Regions from separate parts of the Danio rerio genome. Here region 1 is linked to region 2. A link is a contact called in public HiCAR-type data. All regions are on one chromosome and are shown on one strand. The core of a region is the stretch at or near the end of the contact, and the rest is flanking DNA. Distances in the headings are between cores, read along the strand shown. Region 1 holds the start of sdsl (serine dehydratase-like). Region 2 holds the start of gpr135 (G protein-coupled receptor 135).

Region 1 (5,760 bases), core at 476-2,975, 170 kb before region 2:
CCTCTGCTCCCTATGCTTTCCTGTCGATAATCTCTACTGTCCTTTACATTAAAGGTAAACCCCCCCCCCAAAAAATTTTTAAAAAAGAATGACCCATCAGTAGTATTCATATTGCAATTTATCCCAATATTGTGCAGCCCTAATTTTGTGCATTAAAATATTTTGTTCAAATTTTAATTAGGAAGTTGTAAATAGTTTGCAAAGTATCTTCTTAATTTGGAAGTTGCTGTTCATTCTTGTTTTTCCAGCTGTACCCAAGAATCAAACCCAGGCAACGTTCTTTGGCATAGATGGCCTGAAGAGACAGTATTATACACAGCACTTGGCATGAAACTGTGGGATGCTGCCCTGCCCTGTCTTTGCCGTCACCACAACACAGAGCCCACAGGGGTGGCAAGATGATGGAGCACGTCTGGTGTCGGACAAGATGGATTTACCCATGAGCGGGGAATTCAGTGGTCTTCTGTTTGCATCCCAGATTTATTCGTCACTATGATGTGTTGTTTTTGCAGTGTCCCTCTCACCCATATCTCTGTTGAGGAACATGTTAGCTATTCTGTCCTCTTCCACAGCACAGACCTCCTGAGTATGTGTGCGTTTGTGAGTGTTTCAGAGTGGGATGTGTTCTGTAAGAGTGGGAAGTGCATGTGACATGATGATAAGAGTTGGTGACAGAGTATGCGGTCTTGGATTCCAATGTTTCGTGCTCTGTGGGTATTATCAGGCAAAGAGGAAACCAATGGAACTGAAGTTTCATTTCCCACGGTTAGGAAGTCGCTGATTCAGGGAAAAGGAAGGAAGGTGCTGGAAAGTGTTTACAAAGAGGCCTTGAGGCTGGTCAAGCTACTGATGGATGATAAGGAAGTGGCCTGTTATGGAAACATGTATGTATGTATGTTTGTGTGTGTTGAGGATTATATGGGCTTGAGGAGGTGAAATTGTGTAGTCATTTGTGACTTGGGTGCTGGAAGAAAACTGATGACATGACTAATACAGTGGCTGTTCTTCAACAGGGGATACTGTCAACATATCACACAAAACCTATAGCATATTCCTATGCTTAATTTAAGTCAGGCTTGATATTTTTTTATGCTACATGATTCCCTTTTAAGGGTTCTTTATTTAATGGAAGTAAAAAGAAATTCTTTAAACAGCTTGATATAAGCTTTTATGGCTGCCAAAAGAGCCAGGATCTGCCGAGTGTTTGTGCTGCCATACAAGAGCAGTTTATGTAATGTCATGTATATGTGCACAATAAAATTTCCACATTGGGACAAAGTCATAAGTTGTACTGGCTCTATTTTTCAAAGCATGTGTTTTATAGTGATGCTGTGTACTGAGCACAAGTAAAATGCCTTTGGGGGTTTAGTCTTGAAATATCAATATATATAATGATGGCCTTGTTGTGTAGTTCGATATGCACATTACTGATAGGCTACTAAGTTTTTTTCTCATTGTTTTGTTTCATTACTATAGTTTGACTATAAAATCCTATGTTTATCGAGGTGGACAACTGTTAGCAATCAGTATGACTATAAACATAATATTAAATGCAAGTTAAGCACTATCCCAGACTGTTTTACGTTACTTTTACGATATCTTTGAGAACAGTTTCTCATAAATGAATAACCCAAGTTTACCCTACATTACATAATTTCGCAAGCTGTTGAGGTTTATCTAGCATCTTTGGACATTAGTTCATTAGTGCCCGATTGCTTTATTGTCAGCAAATGAACTTTGAGCTCCTCGGCAGTGCTCATGCTAAAGAGAATCGTCTAGCAACGGAATAGGTGAGTGGACTATCAAACAGCAAATTAACAAGTAAGACATTGTACTTTTTATGTGTAAAACTCAGACTTGAGATGAAAAGCGCGCGAAATCGATCATGTTTTATGTTCGTCAGTTTGTGCTAAGGTTGTTTACCAACCGTAATGGGACATTGTTGTTTGCTCTCTCTCCCTTCTTATCTGTTTGCATTGCAGAACATTTTGAGGAAAAAATGTCAAAGCAAAATGGATTTCACGTCGTCACCCCACTTCTCGAGAGCACGGGCATGTCCAAGTTGGTGGGTAGCACCGTGTATCTGAAGATGGAGAGCTCACAGCCCGCCGGTTCCTTCAAAATCCGTGGAATAGGATACATGTGTCAAAATGTGAGGAAAAATGTTGCTTGTTTCTAAAAGTTAAGAACCAAATTTCTTGAAAAACATATAACTGTATATAAATGTCACCCATTACGTATTTTAAAATTAGTTTACATTATTAAATTTTAATACGTTCGGAGCACGTTCAGGCCTGTATAGTGTGTTCGCACTACCCTCTGGTGTCCTCTAGGAAGAACTGCATATTTTTTTCCAGGAGTACAAAAAATAACAATATGTTTTTATTCATTTATAAGGTTGCAAGCTCTAATAAGTCTAGAGGTGTAATTTGTTCTTCAGGTGAGTGAAATGATGAACATTCGTTTTTTTCCATTCGTGTATAGATGTTTCTTTGGCTCATTCCACCAGAGACGTACATTATCTGTACCTAAAATAGAAAAATTTACAGTGAATTAAAAGTATTTCATCCCAAAAATTTCTAAAATGGACTGATTTTTGATTTCTGTGAGCTGTTCTGTAAAGGAATATGTCATTCATTTGTTTCTTAGGTTTTTTTCTTTATTTAAAACACTTTAATGTACAAACTCTGTCATTGTCCTTGTCCTCAGCCCAATTGAACCTACAGCTATAATAGTTTTGTTATTGCTAAAAACTGTCTTTTAGGAAGAAATACTTCAAAAATAGCAAGTTTAAGTTGTTATCATTCACATCGATTGATTAACAACAAAAAATGATAAATAATTCTACAAAAAAAAAAGCGGCAAATATATAATACAAATACATTTACGATTGTCCCCATGTTTCTGTCAGTCCTGTCACTTTTGCATTAAATTTGACATATGTGTGCAATACATTTTTTTAATTGAATCTTAAAAAAATAAAATCACTGTATTGAAGTGAAAGCATCAATCATTAAGAAAAAAGAATATCATAAGCTTTAAATAACGTATTCATCTCATTATTAATAAGCTTAAGAAATTCAATATTGAATGAAATTTCATCAAGAAAAGTATTAAATCTAGTTATTTCCTTTAGGAACTTATTTTTGTGTATAAACAATTTACAATAAGATTGAGAGCATGATCATTACCAGAGAAATACAGAAATATATCTTTTATAGATATATTTATTATATCTATATTTATTATAGAAACCTATCTTTTATAGATATATTTAAATAATATTTAAATAAGGACGATAAATAAAAAATATTGTTGTTCCAAAGAAGTTTAACATGAATGTAACTACAAAATAAGTGAAATAAAGTCTCTTCATGTGAATTGCAGACAGTACACGAATTAGATATATCAAAATAATTAGCAATATGGGAATTTGTAGGATATACATTATGCAAAATGGTAAAATGTATCTTTCTTATTTTATTGGACATGCTAAACTTTTCAAGTAATAACCATGCTCTCTTCCATGAATGCTGTCATTCAAAAATGGTCCAGAAAAATGTACATCTCTGGGAAGTATATACAGAGTTCCTATTCTGAAAAATAGATATGTGAACGGCAATTTTGCAATATTTAAAATATATGTCTGCAACATTATATTGCTTTATAGTAACTTGTAGTCTTATGGCAATATATCACAGAAAGAATAAATATCGCAGTGTCATATTTTTCCAAATATGTTGCTGCCTTAACACGTATATCTAAACATTTATCTAATATTTTTAGACATATGTTTAATATGATAAAAATAATAATAAAACCCTTAATTCATTATAATAATTATTTATTAAATTCATAAAATTTTCTTTGCCTTAGTTTTAGTCGCCTTATTTATCTGGGGTTGCCACATCATAATGAACTGCCCGTATTATATAATAATACTATAATATTTATATATAAAATGGCTATATATAAAAATATATGAACATTTATATATAATTATACTAATTTATTTGAACATATATGTACATATAATTCCAATAGCTGAAAAGAAACATGTATATACAGAGTATAATGCATGCAATACACTTGTAAGGCTATGACTCAGAAGTGACATTGTTTGACGGAGTAGAAGCTGACAGTGATCAAAGATGCGTTCTATCATTGAATTGTACGATTTTATGCTTGTTTTTATATGATTTTTATTTTGTTTTATTAGGTGAATATGTGCAAATACAGAATGTTTGCAAATATATATGACCCTCAACAATTTACTTATGCAAATAAAATTAAAACTATTTATTTAATTCTATAATTATTTATTTGTATGCTTTTTTTGAGGATGACAAGCTAAATGTCAGACCCTGTCACACTTTTTTAAGTAAAAATGTACGTTTCTGGTATATTGAGCCATTTGTTCAACCCAAAATGAAAGTTTACGCTGTGAATTTACTTGTATACAGGCTATCCAAGATGTGACTTGTTCACCTACTTCTATAGGAGCAAATTAACACTACATGTTTATTCTGTCCAAAAACGTTTTTCAGAACCACTTTAGGTGTATAAAATTTCATTTTGAGTGAACTGTCTCTTTACACTTTTGTTAAACAAAATTGTCAGTATTGCGTTTAACATCATTCCATGATACAAATTACATATTACTCTTTTTTTTTCTGTCCCTGTATGTACTTATAGGTGGTAATGCTGGAATGGCCACAGCATATGCAGCAAGAAAACTTAACCTACCAGCCACTATTGTTTTACCATTATCGACACCTGAACTTGTAGCTCAGAAACTTAAAGACCAGGGAGCTACGGTCAAAGCTGTGGGCAAGGCAAGATCACAGTTGTCATTCATGCATTTGTTTCCAGGTCTTATCAAGGTTTTACAAGGGAAATCTTTGTCATATTGTAGGTATGGGATGATGCAAATGCAGAGGCCCTACGATTGGCTGAAAGTGAAGGTCTTACTGTAATACACCCATTCAACCAACCTCTGGTTTGGTGAGTTTGTACAGTAGATATTGAATGTTTTTAAGTGACTTTATCCTGTAAAGCCCCCTTGCATTCTAGGCAAATACCTATGCACATTCAGGGGGCCCAATAACAGATTATATTATTAATAACACATTAAATTATTTATTTTAATGCTGAAAGATTTTAAGACAATTGTTATATTAAAGAAAAGATCTAAAACATATTGCATGAATATACAGTTGAAATCAGAATTATTAAACCCCCTTTGATTTTTTTTAAAATTATTTCCTAAATGATATTTAACAAAGTGAGGAAATTTTCACAGTATGACTGATAATATTTTTTTCTCTCGAGAAAGTCTTATTTGTTTTATTTTGGCTAGAATAAAAGCAGTTCCTATTTTTTCAAAATCCATTTTAAGGTCAAATTATTAGCCCCTTTCAGCTATATATTTTTTCGATAGTCTACAGAACAAACCATTGTTATACAATAACTTGCCCCTAACCTGCCTAGCTAACCTAATTAACCTAGGTAAGCCTTTAAATGTCACATTAAGCTGTATAGAAGATGAAAAATATCTAGAAAAATATTATTTACTGTCATCAATGCAAAGATAAAATAATTCAGTCATTAAAAATTAGTTATGAATACTAATATGTTTATAAATGTGTTGATAAAATCTTATCTTTGTTAAACAGAAAATGGGGAAAAAATAAACAGAGGGGCTAATAATTCAGGGGGTTTAATAATTCAGACTTTAACTATAAATATAAAATATGCATC
Region 2 (5,671 bases), core at 641-3,140:
ATATATATATATATATATATATAATTTTGTTTAAATTTCTCTTTCTTTGTCAAACTAACAATAAAACCTACTTAAAATTTTTTAACTAAAGTTCGATTAAATTTTTAAAATATATTATTCAACCTCCTTTTAGGTGTCAAAATCACTGTTTTTTGCCTTGTCCCACAGCCAGAGTTTTAAACATCAACAATAAAGATAACATTTTAAAATAAGATTTATCTGGTATCTATTAATGTATCTTAATTACGCACTAGTGAAATAATTTAAATATTTTATAGCTATTAAAGTGAAACTATTATCAATATTATTTTTTTATTCAAAATATAGCTGTCGCACAGTATCAGTGTCATTTCCACCACAACACTGCAATGTCACTTTAAAAAGTTTGTGTGACAGATTATTTAGGCGGTTTCTATGAAAATTAATAGTGCCATCTGAGAACATGTTCAAGATGGAGGGAATTTACATTTTTGTCAACAACACTTGAAGAAAAATCAAGGTAAATATTGCTTGATATAAGGAAATACATTTATTCTACGTTGTTTCCAAACATGCTGTATCTTCAAAGATGCTTTTAAAAACCAAATAAATAAGAATGTTTTGTATACATGAAAGGGTAGTATTAATTCAAAGCTAATGGGTGAAGCTATTTTCATTTTTTCACAATAAACTGTTGAAATGTCATTTCCACCACTGTCTTTTCCATCACCACACACATTTAAAAAAATATATTTAAAAAGTTCTCATCACACATTAAAAGTGTGTTCACAATTTATAAGTCCATGCTCTGTTTAATATACAAATTCAGTTTATTTATTTTCTAATAAACTCTTAACCAAATTAATATTAAATTTTAGAGTGTGACAGGTGTAAAATTTAGCATACAACTAATTTATTTCATTGACAAATGTATTATTATTATTATATATTGTGGAAAGATTGGTTAAACTTCATGCAAAAATGATCTTAGACAATGTTTGACTGCCATTATTTATTTCATTTTGAAATCAAAGCTGTATATTAAGATGTGGTAGGATTGACATTTGTTCAGTTCATGATGGAAAAAATGTTTCTCTTCTTATCCAAGTTTGTCCTCTTACAGATCTTAAAACTAGACAAATAGTTTAAACTTATGAGGCTATGTTAAGTTAATTTTGAACAAGTTTTTTTTACTCAACTTCACAAGGCTAAAAATGCCTGTAGAGGAAGAATGGCCTTTATACTGTTCAGCAGGTGAAAAACAAAAGCTTATGTGACAAAAGTATAGCTTACGTGACTGTCTGCATACAGTAACCTATACAGGAACAGTGCCAGACAGAAACTGCAGATATTCTTTACTATTTCAGTGCGAAATTTTGTAAAAAAATAATAAAATAATAAAAAAGATAATAATAAAAACAATAAAAAAAATAACTTTTTAAAAATAATAACACAATGCAGATTCAATTAGATCCACTACTTTGTTATAAACAAAGCAAGACATCTATATAGGCTACTATATCTACTAAAAGACAGGAAATAATACTTTCCAAACTGTATTGTAAATAAAGCATTTAAATGTGCACATTAGTTAACATATTACTGAAATGATTGTAAATAATTGCACATTTTCCATAGGTAAATAAACAAAACAAAAACAAACAGCTAAACACGTTACAAACACGTTACAAAAAGCTAAACATTAGCCTATGTGTGGATTCCTAGAACTAACCGATATAAAATGAGGCACTTACCCAGCAAGAAAAAGCTGTAGGCAACAGTAGCTAAAAGGGCAATGGTAAAATTACACAGAATGCACTATTTAGCGGACATTTCTGAAAACATTATTCAATTACTGAGCATTTTAGACTCATACTTGTACACCAGAGAGCGGCGCTGTGTAACAGTTGACCTTTGGCAATTCCTCCCGCATTACATGAAGAAGACGGAGACATTCTTCCGGTTTCTCTTACGTCGGGTTTGGTAACTGCAGTTTAAAACCAACTAATTAAATAAACTGGGCGATTGCTCGGTTTGTAATGCTGCTTATGAAATGGGTATGTTAAAACAGCCAATATTAAATGCAGACATCTTATGAGAATGCGATTCAGCGTTGATTTCTTGCTGTTAATTACGTCGCTGTATAGTTTGCTGCCATAACAACATTTGAATAAGATGACGTTATTGTTTTGTTGTTGTTGTTGTTGTTGTTGTTGTTGTTATATTATTATTGTCTTCATTATTTGATGGTGTTTTTTTCTGCGTGTATTACAGCCGTGGCAATGAGCTCCACTTGTCCTGGACTTTACTGTGGAAGAACCAGCATTAATGATACTACTGATATATGGGGAGAATGTGGGGTAAGTTTCTCATTTTTACATCAGTCTGTTCAAGTAAACCACACATAATTTATATTACAATGTGCTCTAATTTAATAGTTTGTATGAATAACATTGTTGAAAAATCAATAAGCGCAGTTGTTTTGTCTACATGCTCACTCTGATTCAGGTAAAGTTGGTTTTATTTCATACACATTAGGTCAGTGACAAATTGTGACACGCTCCCTATATTGTTAACCATGGTACTTTCAATATTCAGACTGAAATCACCTATAAATATGACTTCAAAGCAACATCAGCACTATTTAATTGACTGTGAACAATGTTGTAGTTTATTTATTCATTCATTCATTTTCTTTTCGGCTTAGTCCCTTTATTAATCTGGAGTCGCCACACGAAATGAACCGCCAACTTATCCACCTGTACCGCATGTCTTTGGAAACCGGAGCCACCCGGAGGAAACCCATGCGAGCACAGGGAGAACATGCAAACTCCACACAGAAACACCAACTGACCCAGCTGAGGCTCGAACCGGCGACCTTCTTGCTGTGGGGCGAATGTGCACCACCGTTCTGCCCCACACTTGCCCCGCAGTTGTTGGCTGCTAATATGATTTCACTATTATGAATTTGCAAATAATACTTTAATTAAATTATATTATAAAGGACAAAGTCCGAATGTGTGAAAATTATACCAACTTTACCTCAATACTGTAGCCTTACTTCACTAAGTTACATTCGTTTAAAATGCCATGTCATCATGTCATGTCATTTTCATTTGCTTATCTTGGGTTGGGTCACGGAGGCAGCAGTCTTAGAAGAGAACCCCAGACTTCCCTCTCCCCAGACACTTCCTCCAGCTCCTGTAGGGGTATCTCGAGGCATTCCCAGGCCAGCCGAGAGACATAGTCTCTCCAGTGTGTCATGGGTCCTCCTTGAGGCGTCCTCCTGGTGGGATATGCTGCCTGGAACACCTCCCTAGGTAGGCCTCCAGGAAGCATCCGAAACAGATGCCCAAGCCACCTCAGCTGACTTCTCTCGATGTGGAGGAGCAGCAGCTCTACTCTGAGCTCCTCCGGGGTGACAGACCTCCTCACCCTGTCTTTAAGGGTATACGAGATCTTGTCCTTTCGGTCATGACCCAATACTCATGACCATAGGTGAGAGTAGGAACGTAGATTGACCTGTAAATTGAGAGCTTAGCCTTTCGGCTCAGCTCCTTCTTTACCACAGCAGACCGATACATCGACTGCATTACCGCTGCCACTGCACCGATCCGCCTGTCAATTTCATGCTCCATCCTTCCCTCACTCGTGAACAAAACCCCAAGATACTTGAACTCCTCCACCTGGGGTAAGGACTTTTCTCCTACCTGGAGATGCCAAAACCACCTTTTTCTGGTGGAGCACCATGGCCTCGGACTTAGAGGTGCGGATTTTCATCCCAGCCGCATCACACTTGGCAGCAAACCGCCCCAGTGCATGCTGAATATCCATGTTCGATGAAGATTTCCATTGACTAAATGATATTGTATTGAATTTTGGATTATTTATGAACATTAACAGTTAAACACTAAACAGTTGTATTTTAATTGTTTTATTTATTTTATATTATAAAAGATGAATAATTTAGGACCATAACTTTACAACTAATGTAGCTGCATGACATATGTATTACAATAACAAACATATTGCTTATAGTTAGTTAATGCATTAAATGATGTTTACTAGTGGATCATATTTAAAGTTTTAAACTTTTCCTGGTCATTCAAGAGCAATTTTGCTCGTATTGATAGATTTGATTGCACAGTGGACTGGATTTACTTTGTTTTGAAGTGATTTTGCCATTTTTTATTATAAAGGTTTGTCCTCGTGGCGAGAGGACGAACTTGGAGAAGATCTGTATGAAATGCACTGGATCTCCTGATCTCTATGACTGGCTGTACCTGGGCTTCATGGCAATGCTGCCTCTGGTCCTGCACTGGTTCTTTATCGAGTGGTATTCTGGGAAAAAGAGGTAATAAGCTGTATTTATAAGTAATATTTTAAAATGGAAAACAGTATAAACTGACTTTGTTGAACTGCCTTTTCTAAGTGGTATAGATTTAATAAGGTGCCAGAAACATTCTGTAGGGGTTTTGAACTATTCTCTGTAAATCTCTAATATAATACTAAATAATACTAATCTGTCCAGCACCATTAACCAAGAAATTTTCAGTATATTTTTTCTGATGCTTGGTTTGAACTTCAGCAGATCATCTTGACCAAATCTACATGCATTAATGGTTCAAGTTAGAGCAATGTGATTTGCTGAATAGACATTTGAGTAAACAAGCATGTGTACTTATTAAAGGGACTGCAGGCGAATAGAGTAAAAAAAGACTTTATCACTATACTTCCTCCGTTGATTGGTTGCTTTAGGACTTGTAAACATGTTTGTATTACTTTTGTAAGTTTGCAAGTTTACTAAAATGTTATGTTTTAATATGCAAATGAAGCTTCACTTAATTGATTAAAATGTGCTTATTTGCATAGATTTCTTGCACAAAAATTGGACAGTACAATTTTATTTATTTATTTTTTTACATTTGGTGGCAAATGTTTTTTCAATATAAAAATCTCTTTTTTTAATTTATTCTTTATTAAACTTTTCACAAATAAACAACTATGGTACTGATATCTTGTAACCTGTACAGAAGTTCTTGTCACGCATTCAATTGCATACACATTCTTAAGAGCAAAAACAGAAACAAAAGAAGATTAGAAAGACAAAGGCTAGTCTTAGAGGATCCTAAAGACCCAGAGAGTGGAACATATGCACCCAAACACTTCAGATCTCTGATGCAAATCAAGAGTCAGTTTTTTCAGTGGTAAAAAAAGTTGCCTTGCTCAATCATATATTAACTAAGCAGTTAATAATAAAAGTATAATATAACCATAATAAAAGTATATTTGTTTTGACCAAGTGTGCACAAACATTCAGCACCTGTTCTTTATCACGATCAAGACGAAGATTTGGGTATGTCTTTGTATAGAATAAAATGTTGTGTATATAATTAGACAAATTATATATTAACATGATACATGTCTTTCTTTAAAAAAATAGAATAAGAATAAAAGAATAAAACTGTAAAGTTTGTCAGCTGAAGTGAAGATTTATGGCTCACTGAAGGAGTTTTTATTTTGAAATATGTATTGTAATCGAAATCTACACACACAGATTGATAAAGTGCAATAAAAGCAGCACATAAAAGCATATTTTGTTTCTGTTTCATTATACTGAAAACAATTTGTGAAAAGCCAAAAGAACTAAATCTCAAAATTAGTTTTTGCCTTTCAGTAAAACTGGTATGAC

The links. HiCAR-type assays count read pairs that join an accessible place to other places.
Region 1: a HiCAR-type map of caudal fin shows a contact between it and region 2, with 4 times the contacts expected there. The contact joins the promoter of sdsl here to the promoter of gpr135 in region 2. A contact is called at or near these places in 1 of 18 Hi-C or Micro-C datasets (embryo) and 1 of 4 datasets of contacts at active chromatin or transcription factors (caudal fin).

The regions. Positions count from the first base shown.
Region 1 is chr17:15,862,227-15,867,986 of GRCz12tu, reverse strand. sdsl (serine dehydratase-like) reads left to right here and starts at 1,725. Exons shown (of 8, transcript NM_001327936.1): 1 at 1,725-1,790; 2 at 1,983-2,152; 3 at 2,398-2,440; 4 at 4,696-4,835; 5 at 4,916-5,004. The coding sequence starts at 2,000. It overlaps ppp1r13ba (protein phosphatase 1, regulatory subunit 13Ba), which reads left to right. Exons shown (of 18, transcript NM_001204257.1): 18 at 249-1,282. The coding sequence ends at 290.
Region 2 is chr17:15,691,699-15,697,369 of GRCz12tu, reverse strand. gpr135 (G protein-coupled receptor 135) reads right to left here and starts at 1,890. Exons shown (of 2, transcript XM_073928247.1): 1 at 1,734-1,890. jkamp (jnk1/mapk8 associated membrane protein) reads left to right here and starts at 1,948. Exons shown (of 7, transcript NM_200482.2): 1 at 1,948-2,036; 2 at 2,254-2,339; 3 at 4,179-4,333. The coding sequence starts at 2,033. ccdc175 (coiled-coil domain containing 175) reads right to left here. Exons shown (of 20, transcript XR_012393258.1): 20 at 4,136-4,320.